Linked DNA regions of Pan troglodytes: region 2 is linked to region 1. The links are chromatin contacts, called in public Hi-C maps. All regions are on one chromosome and are shown on one strand. The core of a region is the stretch at or near the end of the contact, and the rest is flanking DNA. Distances in the headings are between cores, read along the strand shown. Region 1 holds the start of NFIB (nuclear factor I B). Region 2 overlaps NFIB (nuclear factor I B).

Region 1 (5,753 bases), core at 2,394-4,893:
CTGGTATAATAATGGACTAAATATAAAAATCTAATAAACCAGGGTGTACCCTTTAATAATATAAAAATCATAGAAATTAAAACACACTTTCTCTATTTTTGAGAAATAGAAGAGTAAGACAAAATAAACACCTTTGGGGTAATGACTTAAAATTCCTGGTTTAGATGGGGTAGAGGAATTACTTCAATTATGATATAAAGCATTGTAATAATGCAGGCCTTTTAGAAATAATTATATAGTGATTATTCTCAAAGATAAATATACACAGATGTTGCTAGTACATTTTTTAAATTCTTAATTTGAAGAAAACATACAGAAACTGCATTACCAGTTAATTGGCTTTAGGAAGAACCAGAAAAATCTTAACTGCAAGTGTATTTGTGAAGCTTCTGGTAAGTTCTATGGAATGAATTGTGCCTGCAACTTAAGGCAGAAAAAAATGTCATTTAAAAACATTGGAATCACTCAGTTAGATGTGCCAGAGGCCCAAAATGCTTAACTAGTGTTGGACAGTGCTTATTTTTAAAAAATGAATAATTAGTTATAATTTATAACAAAAGATTAATATAAAAAGATACTGGACCTTAATTATATTCTTAGAAAGGCTTTCAACCAAGATAATTTTCATTTAAAAAGGAGCATCTATTTCAAAACACTTCTCAGTTTTTTGCATATTTATTTACATTGCAAAATATGAAAACCAGAAAAGCAAGTGACGTTGTAGATTAAAAGACCATAACTATTTACCAATTAAAAAATTTAGAAGCAACAACACGTTGAGGTAACTAAAAATTAGCAAGACCAATTTTTATAAGACATGCTTGAAAATCCGTCTCCCTATTTTATAAACCTTAGGTATCATCTAATGATAATATGTGTACATATTTGACCAACAGAAGAATGATGGATATAGGAATAAGTATCATTATAAGCTTCACATGTCAAAAGAAACAGACATCCAAATAAAAAGAGATAATATATGAAAGCCTGAACATGACACACAATGGTACATTCTATGACTAAATAAAATGCTTAGATAGAAATTCTTTGACAGGTGATACAAACTCTGGATTCCTCCAAGTCATCATGAGAATGGAGGAAATACTTGTCTCTTTCTTTCCCTATTCCTTTTCCTATTTTGTGTCTCAAAATATTTCCTAAACAAATCTAGATTCTCTCTATAATGTCCTTTCTCCTTTGCATGTAATGACATTGGGAGGGATTGGTAATTCTGCTGCGGACTTCAAATAATAACAGAGAAGACTTTCTGTTGCACACTTACATAAAAGTTTTAGTATTTGATAACACTGCCCATGCAAGTGTTACTTACATGTTACTTATTTCTATATCCATCATTCTTCTGTTGGTCAAGTGTTATCCTCTCACTCTAAATACATTTTTTATTTAGCTGCATAGAATCTTTATATATTTGTTTCCTTAGTACTAAATGTGATTTACTTGACCATGAAACTACTATTTGGAAATCCTAGAATGAAAACAGATCTGTTTGTTACCCACTTGAACTGAGTGGGGAGACTGAGTTATAGCTATACTCGCTAAGTGGTTAAAATAACTTGGAGCAAGATAAACATTAAAAATTAATTTTCCTTGGGAAGTTATAGCTGAGTGTGGAGATAGCTACATGTGTGTATCCCCTCCCTCCCAGTCATTCATTCCCCTTCTCCAAGCTGTATATGCTAATTTTTTTGGAGGAGAAATTGGGAACTGTTAAACTTGCAGTTAAACAAATTATTTTAAAGTTGGGCATTTTCTAAAGTCTAATTGGGCCAATCCCACTTTTAGTTTTGCACTTATTATCACTGAAAATAGCTATGTATATTATTCACACACAGCCAAACATATGTATGATGTGTATACAAGGGGAAAAAACTTTTTTTTGGTAATAAGGCCATGTCTTTTTAAAAAACAAAATACTGCGTGTTGTAGAAGGTATGAACCCGAACAACGTTGTTTAAGTTCTCTAGGACTTTGAGGGTAAACATAATTGAGATTAAAATACTGACGTGCTCACATTTAGTAGAGAGATAAGAATAATTCATCGGGAGCTATTCTAGTCTCACTGGTAATCACATAATTCAACAGGGTTTTTAGAGAATACCTGAAGCTATCGTCGTCTGTTGTGCAATTACATAATTAGTCAGGATCTCTGTAATAAAATCTTTTCTAAATGTATGTGGGTTACTACTAAGTAAATGTTAGGGCTAGTGTTATATTTTTACTTTTAATACTTGTATAACAATTTAAACTGTTAAACATTATTCCCCGACATAACTACAGATACTTAACATGAAAAGAATTGCATTACTCAAAAACTAAGAAAAAAAAAATCCCCCTACATATATTTGTTTCCAAAATGCTGATCAAACCTGCTTGCTTTATGAACATTAACTCGCTATCCAATCTCCTCTAGATCCTCTAGAGTGTTTACTTCTGAGAACTCCGGGGTTGTATATCTCTTTGGTGTTGGTTGTTTCACCCACTTCTAAATTACTGATCTATTTTTTTGATATTCGCGTGACTACCTATCAATATAAGTCAAAGTGCGCTCTTTCTGGTCTTTTTGCTTTAATGATAACGCTGCGCAGCCAGGAACATTTCGGAGTCCTCTTACACGGAAACAAACGTGGCCTGGCGAAGTCGAAGCCAGCAACGTGGCGGGAAGTGAGGAAGTAACAGCAATTCCTTATTCTTTATCATTATTGTTGTTTTAGAGTCTTTCCGCGGCGTTTTCGGCCGGGTTCCCGCTCCAGAAGGCCCGCGAGGGGCCCCTTGCCCGCGGCGCGCCGCAGACACACAGTCGGGAAGCACAAAGGCGCGCGGAGCCTGGGCAGCAGCCCCCGAGACGGTCACGCCCTCGCCGCTCTCCGGCCCCATGCGGCCGCACAAAGACCAGAGCCCCACCGCTACCCACGCACCCACCCACGCTCGAGAGGGGCGCCGCGCGGCGCAGGCCGCCACACCCACTCGGGCCCGCTCCCGCCTCCCGGGCCCCGGGCGCCCTGATGAATATGCATCGCGGCGCGCCCGCCCCCGGCTCCTCCTTTCGGTTTCCTTCCCGCCGCCAGGCGGAAGCGAAGAGCCGCGCTTCCCGCGCGCCCAGGCCGGCCGGGGTTGGGTGGGGCGGGGCGGGCCGCGAGCCGGAGAAAGAGAAAGCCAGGGAGGCGACTGCAGGAGGAGCGCGGGCCGGGCGCGGAAGGGTGCGATGCTGGGTGGCGGTTCCGGGGCAGCCCCGCCGCGGGCCAGGCCAATCCGAGGGCGGGGAAGGGGCGATCGCGCGACCCCGGGGGCCGTGCCGGCTGCATCTGACCGGCGCAGCCCCACTCCTGGAGCCGCCCCGCTAAAACAACAATAAAACCCACCAAACACACACACACACACACATGCACACACGCACACGCGGGCGCACACACACACACCATCCTGGACGGCGTTCAAGTCAAGCACGAGAAACAGCCTTCTGCAAGGGAGAGGAAAGAAAGCTGGATATCCAGACAGACTGAAGGGCTGCCTGCTTTTAGACTTGACTTTGACCGCCTTTTCTTCTCGGGCCAAGAACTGTGGCAGTGCAGAAATTACAATTAAAAAATACATAAGACTACTCCCGGATTGCCTTTTTTTTTTTTTTTTTTAACTAAACACAAAAAGCGACACCAAAACAACCCCTGAGAAAATCCACAAATCTGTACCTGAGACACGTCAAGTCAGCGGCCCAGGGTTCTGTTACAGACTCAAGATCTCTTTTATTTAATGCAATACAGTGCGATGGTATGTGGCTTTGAAATGATGGGTTTTGTTTGCTTGTTTTATTCGTTCTTTGCACCCCCTCCTATCCCTGGCACAGTTTTTCTTTTCCTGTTTGTGGATTGCAAAGTGGCTGTTTTACCCCTTTCCTAAATGTCATTTTTGTTTTACAGGTTGTGAGCTATAGTGCTGCATTTGCAGAACTAATTTGCAAATATGCATTATTATTTAGCGTTGGCAACTTTAGTACATGTGACACACTCTTATGACGGGAATCAGTGAGTAACACTGTGGTCCAAACGGTGCAGAATCTAGCATTTTGTTCTGCTTTAACTCTCTGCTTTATCCCCCTCTCCCCTCAGTGGTGGAAAAAAATTACTGTTCAAATGATACTTTAGTTCTACCTTGTAGGCCATTCTCTCCTCTTGAAGCATTCTTTTCTCCATTTTAATTCACAGATATTCTCATTTAAAAATACATTTTTAAGTAAAAGAAGTACTATTTAACTCTGATTGGTGTATTGGAATGTTTAAAGTCAGTATTCATTCTAAAGTTTAGTCCTAACCCCCATCCCCTCATCCCTGAATTTGTGGCATCCTATTGTTAGCCTTTCTTCCGCACCCCCCACCAACTTTTTAAAACAGATTTTGATGGATTTCTTTCCACTCCTGTTAATAGTTTCCCCCCAACCCCGCTATTTTTGCTGCCGATTTTTTTCCTCTTCCTATGTGTGTCTCTATCTCTCGTTCCCCTTGTCTTCTTTTCCCCAATACGTCTGAGACACATTTTAATGCACAATATCCCATCCATTAAGTTGTGGTTGAATGTGAAGTGTGTGAGGACTTGGCAGCTTTCAGGTTGAAGGGGGCGGGGAAGCCAGTTTCGACTTTGACACAAGACGCTGAAGTGGCGTGATCAGAATTATTATTAGGGCTGTGAACATGGCCATCTTCTGCTCGGGCTGGAAGAACTGCCATTGAACTTGAGACAGGACAGACAAGATCTCTAAGTATTTTTCCCCCACCCCCCAAGTACAGTAGCTGGCAGGGAAAAGGCGCCAAAATACACAAGATTAACTCTGACTTTCTTTGAACGGATCTTATAGCACCATCCTTGTAACTTTAACTTCCAATAGGCGGGAAAAAGTTAACTTTTGATCCCACACTTGAACAGACATTTAAATCAGCCCTAAAATGGAATAAGTCCAGAAAGTAACACACGCATGCTTATGTGGTTAGAAAAGAATGCACGTGTAAATAAGCAGGGTGTATGTGTGTATATGACTGAGGAGTTCAAGATTTAATCAAAATCAGAATTAGTGTGACTTTCCAGTGTATTTACAATATGAAGAAAAGCACTGTGAGGCAAAGAAACTGACCTTTGAGCATCCTAAGTAAAAACTGCAAAGAGTTTGTGAAACACAAAACGTTGTGGTTTCCAGTTTTACATTTGAGGTTTGATGTTTTCATTTAATGGTATGAGAGATGGAGAAAGCTCTAGCGCTGAAAAGTCCCTATTAAATCATATGTGGGCAAAGGTCAAGCACTCCAACTCACTGACGCAATATACTACAGATTCCTGCCTAAGTGATGAGGAACACAGGAAAAAGTACTTTGGCAATAAAATTATTAGAACAGTAATTATCATCGGTGGTTGGGACTGCATTCTTGTGCACTGGGAAAACGTTTTTACTGGCCCTGATGAATTTTAAAGCCAAGTATTGTTGAAAGCTATTTTAATAGGAAATTGATTAGCTGAGTGTTCCATACAAGAAATGGTGACGGTTTCATTGTTTGAGGTCCAAAATAAATTTTTATTCTTTAGCAGACATAGGCATCCCTTTAATTTTAATATGGTCAGACTGAACAGCAGCATAATTTTGAGTGAATGTGATGTCATGAACATCTGTAACTTTGTTTTTGGAGTTTTTGACATTACACAATTTGATAATATTACTGCTTTGAAATTTATTGGCTTGTGTAGTTAAAATT
Region 2 (5,792 bases), core at 2,068-4,567, 230 kb after region 1:
CACTTCCTCACCCAGGCTGGAGTGCAGTGGCACGATCTTGTCTCACTGCAACCTCCGCTTCCCAGGTTCAAGTGATTCTTACACCTCAGCTACCAGAGTAGCTGGGATTACAGGTGTGCACTGCCACGCCCGGCTAACTTTTGTATTTTTAGCACACACCGGATTTCACCATGTTGGCCAGGCTGGTCTGGAACTCCTGACTTAAGTGATCTGCTCGCCTTGGCCTCCCAAAGTACTGAGATTACAGGCATGAGCCACCATGCCCAGCCAGTATCTTGGTTTGTTTCTTCTCTTTCTATCCTGATTCAGAAAGCACATAATTGATAATGGCAGCCATCACATTTCTACATTCAACAGATATTATTGAATCTTTATGGTGAGCTGTGCTAAATGCTGTGGTGAATCCAATGCTGACAGTTCTTAAAATCTAGGTGTGATGCAGTTCAGAATAAATAAATTCAAGTGACATAGTTTGCTTTGCTTTGTTGTAGTTTTCAAAAATGGACACAACAGAGTTCATATTTGATAATACAAATAGCCCTTGTCTGTGGCATGATAGCTTTATCCATCATTTATAGTTTATGACTTGTGGTTATTTTTAAAACATTTTTTGAAAGAATTTTGAAAAAAGTCATAAGTGTCTGTAACCCTAGCACTTTTAAGGCAGATAGATAATAGACATCTAAAATCGTCAGGGCATGGCTATGGCTTTAGAATCATCTGAATAAGTTGAAAATATTTAAGAAATATAGGTCTGTTCATCCAAAGAATTAAATAATTTGCCTTTGTCACGATGGAATAAATAAAATATCACAGGTTATTTTTGTTGTGGTAGTTGCCTTTTAACAAAAGGCAATCCCTGGAGACTGTTGTAGAAAAGGACAAAGCAAAACGGGTGTTTTGGTTTTGCTTTATTTTGATTGATTGTTGTTTGTTGTCATTGCTTTCTTTGTACAATCACTTTTCCATGGTCACCCTCTTTTCTGCTTTATACTAATTGCCCTGTTGAGGTGTTTCCATGTCAAATGCAGCTCTTGTCGGAACTGAAAATGGCAGTGCCAAGGGAGCTGTGCAAGTATAATCAAAGCTGGAAGATTTCCTCCATCCACCCGCAACCCCAAGGCTTAAGCATTCCCTTAGGAACCAAAGCTGACTCTTTGGGAAAGTTTTCACAGCCTTATTAGGTTACAACCCTGACGGTGTTTTGTTGTTTTGACCTTAAAATTTTGTGAACTGTTTTGTGAACTGTGTGTGTGTGCACACACATGTGCAAAGGAGTTGCTTGCACCTCGAGAGGGTCAATTTTTCTGCCTAAGTGAAAGGTCAGGAACTGCAGTTAACCCAGAGTAAAATATTGCTTTGGTGAAGGGCTCACTTCTAGTATAGTCAGAATGGGCTCAAGATCTTAGGAGGATGACAGGTGATGAACTGCTTAAGGTAGGTACTGTTGTGTTTGTGCTTTGTCTCATGTGGACAAATTACCTTGTTGCATATGTGAGTTATGTGGACATAAACATATACAGCAGTTACTCCCTGACTGGCTGGCTTTCTTAAAGTGATAGTCAGAATATAGCCTGTACTATCAGATATGAAAGATCAATATAATTGAATGAAAAAGAAAGCTGAAGGACAATCCAAGAATAATATAAACATAAGCTATTTTAAAACATTAGAGGGAGTGCTTTATGCAAAAGAGAAACTGAATTTATTGTTTCATTCTCTCTTCTCTCCCTTCACCCCTTTCAAGAAAACGCAAAGCCACAAGTGAGTGGTTGTATGTGTCTGATGGCTTATGTAAACATAGAAGAAGTCTTCAGATGGCTAAAATAAACATGCGCATGTTACCGAAGGATATGTTTACACAAACCATTTGCTCAGCCTCTGAAATAATGAATAAATGAAGATTTTACTAAAATAATTGGAAGGATTTTTGTGTTTCTGCGGATGCCATAATTGAATGGCACCAAAGAGACTTTTATCAGCTATTTTCCATGTTACATGTGTTAGCAGTTCCTTTCTGTGGGTTGAATACTTCATTCTGTAGTTACTTTACACATGTTTTTCTAAGAAATTGTCGTTTATTACTGCAATTCTAGAGAGTTGCTTGATTTCTCAAGAGAAATTTAGCAGCCAGTAAAGGTTATTTGGATCTGGTTGGTCAGGAGAGGGAGGGCAAAAAAAAAAAGAAAAGAAAAAAGAAAGAAAGAAAAAAAAAGGTGTCGGGGGGTAATAGCTCTCATTTTATCCATGTAACTTAATTTGCATAACACTCACCTCAGCCATTTTCCTTGCTTTGTTCATAACATTTTCTTTGTAAAATGTATGCTCTCAAAAGAATGAATATTTAAACAAAAAATAACTTTCAATAATGGGTTGCAAACCATATGTTTGTATTACATATATGTGTTTGTGTGTGTATGCATCTATATGTGTGTGTGTATGTAGTGCGTGTGCATATCTCCACATATATGTGGCATACGTGTGTCCTTAGGTAATATTAAGAGTTAACTTTTATTTCAACATTACACTTAGAACATCCCCGCGAATTCACTAGGTTAGCATTTCCTGCTCTCAGTTTGTTATCTTGACACATAACTACAGTACAACAGCTGGGTTGTTCCTGGAGTTCCTGGGGGGAGCTTTATTCTCCGAGTGCTGAATTTCCTTTTCAGCTGTCAGCTCTAAAGTGTGTTCAAATCCTCAACTTTTTATACACCATTCTGGGCCCCTAGCACCACTCTGGGACTATGATAGAAATGCTGATACGGTAGATGAATGGAAGAATCTTTGGTTCAAGGTGGAGAATTGCGAAAACCAAAATTTCACATGATCATTGTTTGGTAAAGGGGCTGCTAACTACTTTTGTCTTTGTATGTGAATATTCTTTTTAAAGGAATTACTCTATTCTCATCAAAATTATTTGCACCTGTTATGAAATCAAAAATAAAAACATTACCATTCTTAAAAATGATCTTGATATGGTTTTCACAGACGCACAACATCTGTGGTCTGGCTTTTGAATAATATGTTGGGATTTGTCATAGTTTTGCCTAACTTTCTCCATTTATAAAGAAAGATTTGTACAACACGACGTTTCCTTTTTATCTAGGCAAACTCTTCAGAACACTTCCTAAGAAATTAATTGTATTCCAGCCAGACTTGCATGCTGCCATCCCACAGGAAATGGGTCAGCAATCCATTAAGATGCCATTAGATAATCTAATTTGGAACTTAATCTCTAAATTAACCATGCTCCATACTTGAAGCATACTTGAGAGAAAGAAAAAAAGTTTACGTTTGAATCGATAGGGGAGCCGAAGCGTGAAGAAGGCTGTTTGTTTTTTCTGTAGCTGTGGTCACGTCTCAAGCCGTCTGGTAACCAGGAGAAACCAGACATGATGTAATTCCAGATTGAACTTGAACTTCAGGGACTTAGGATGGGGGAACAATGGACCATAGGAATCAATAATGTCCATTTTCCACATGATTATGTTTGGAGCTTTAAGTTAACCTTTATGGGAGAAGCAGCAGGATCTGCAGTGTGACCAAAATGAGATGATCCTGAGACAAGATGTCAGAGGAAAGAAAACAACTTTTTTCCGTGATATTTTCTGAGCAGGACTGCAGATTCCAGCAGGATTAGAAAAGTTCCCGCTCTGCAGTAAACCGGTGGCCTGTTCAGAGCACTCTTTGTTCGCTTAGGTAGGACAAACTTAATCTTACGTTTCCTGTCAGATGATTTTTGGCAGCGCTACTGGAGAGGGAGGAGCGTGATTCCGAAAATTCCCAAATGTAAACCTTGCTGATTAACCCTTTGTAGTGAAAGGAAGTATATTAAACCCCTACTTTATTTGAATATGTTTTATGTAAAGTGCCATATTTACAGATGTAGTTCGTCCGTAAGAAATCAGTTCCCTCGACAGCCAGGGCACCATTTATTAGCTTACCTTTTTGGTTCTCATTTTTGCTAGTGCTGTTAGTAGAGATATGATGATTTTTTTAGTCATATTTACTTAAATAACAAAGCCTATGAATGAATAAATATCATAATAAACATAATAAATGATAAAAGAAATGGCAAAAGGTCAAGTAATTGAAGAACACGAATTTTGAATATTCTGAAATTGCAGAAAGTTACAATTATTCTCTCTTGCTCACTTTGTTTCACACACAGGAAGATCTTTTGCCCATGTAAGATCTTTTGCCCTTGTGAACAGAGTAGCAAGCATGATATTAAAATGTGTTCAGTTCTTTAATCATTTGTAATTTTATGCTTCAGCATTCTGATACAAGTAAGTTTCACCTTTAAGAGGTAAAATTGTGCCAATAATGCTGATTTTTGCTTTTAAATGAAAATCATTTATAAAAGAATCTCTTTTTGCTTTGTATAAAACTTATATTTCTATTTGATTTAGTATGCCTTGGGTGATTTTCTCTAGTGAAAGGCACTATTTTGAAGCACCATTTTTGTAGAGAATTTTATCTGCTGTTAAAGCATCACATATGCAAATCAGAGGAGCAGTACCACTTTTAACAATAGCATTGAAAAGAAGCCCAGGGTAGAGAGGAATACAGACAGAAAGAGGCTGGAAATCAACATGTGGGCTTCTCCACTGTGCTGTGGTCTGTGGGAGGAGATAAAATAATTACTCTGAGCCTGATAATTCTATATTTTTTAATTGGCTAAAACCTCCCACAGCTACCTGAGTTCTTATATATGTATGCATGTGTGTACTGTAATTTATTTATAATTAGTCATCTTCATAATAATTTTTCATATTTCATTTTCAGTTCTAAAATTTGAAAAAGATCAAACAATTTTTTTATAAGTCCTTAATTTGGCCGATTGAGGAAGAGCTTTTTTCTTATTTATGTTTAAACCGAACATTTTAAGGAAGTTTTTATTTAAGTGTAGGTTGCTATATTGAAGTCTTCAAGTATTATGTAAGAGTTTTTTACTAAACGAGTGCTGTAATTATAAGGAGCACATTTAATATTTAGTGGCAGTGCTCCCATATGGAGTGGCTTTTTCTTGCCCTGTGCTCTTTATTAGATAAAATATTTCAATGATAGATGCTATTATTTTACTTAGAAAGTGCTAGCACTCATGCATGGTAAAGTTAACATTCAATCCACTGTGCCCTAAGAACAAAAAACTTCTGAATCAATTGAATATAAATTAATGAGGTTTGATGGGCTCCCATTTTGATATGCTATTTTCAAAACCGTTGGTCCCCAAGGAGTAGCAATAAAGAAGGCTATTTACCTACTTAGTTAAGAAACAAATACGTTTCTCTTTCATTACTATGAAGTCCTATTGCTTGCAGTTAGAATAATTCCATGAGCCACCTGCAGTTTATGATATTTGGTGTTTCCCAGAGAGCCCACAAGAGTACTTTGCAGTTCAGGTAAGAGCTAGCCAGGGAGCTTTCTGATACAGATTATTACAAATAGTAATAATCATTAGGAATCATCTTGCATGCAAATAGGATCATTCCGATGGCAATAATGATCCCTAAAAACGGTGAAAATAAATCGAAGAAACCCAAGACCGGTATAAAGCACTTTGTGTCTTTCACTTCCAGGCTAGCCTCATCTGAAGTGGAACTCAACAAACAAATTATTGACATACAGCCACATCTGCACATACGTAAGACAAAAGCAAATACTGCATTCAGCTGAAAAGCAACTGGAATTGGAGAAATAAAGCACAGTTATTTGTGCTGAATTTTGGGCTCAAGAGTTATACTTCCACAGGAATTTCATTGTGATATGAACCTCAATTCACAAAG

The links. A called contact is a pair of places that touch in the nucleus more often than the background predicts.
Region 2: a contact with region 1 is called in a Hi-C map of stem cell-derived neural progenitor cells, with 4 times the contacts expected there. The contact joins the enhancer-like site here to the promoter of NFIB in region 1. A contact is called at or near these places in 2 of 7 Hi-C or Micro-C datasets (induced pluripotent stem cells and stem cell-derived neural progenitor cells), 1 of 1 datasets of contacts at active chromatin or transcription factors (stem cell-derived excitatory neurons) and 1 of 1 other capture datasets (stem cell-derived neural stem cells).

The regions. Positions count from the first base shown.
Region 1 is chr11:101,561,587-101,567,339 of NHGRI_mPanTro3-v2.0_pri, forward strand. NFIB (nuclear factor I B) reads left to right here and starts at 3,644. Exons shown (of 9, transcript XM_054657939.2): 1 at 3,644-3,786. The coding sequence starts at 3,769.
Region 2 is chr11:101,787,049-101,792,840 of NHGRI_mPanTro3-v2.0_pri, forward strand. The region is part of intron 8 of NFIB (nuclear factor I B); the gene reads left to right. Among named protein-coding and RNA genes, the nearest start is that of NFIB, 220 kb to the left of the region's middle. Within about 2 kb of position 3,318, at least 6 of the 24 cell types and tissues checked have an H3K27ac peak or open chromatin away from gene starts, as enhancers often do. A contact at or near this core is called in stem cell-derived neural progenitor cells, where this site is marked.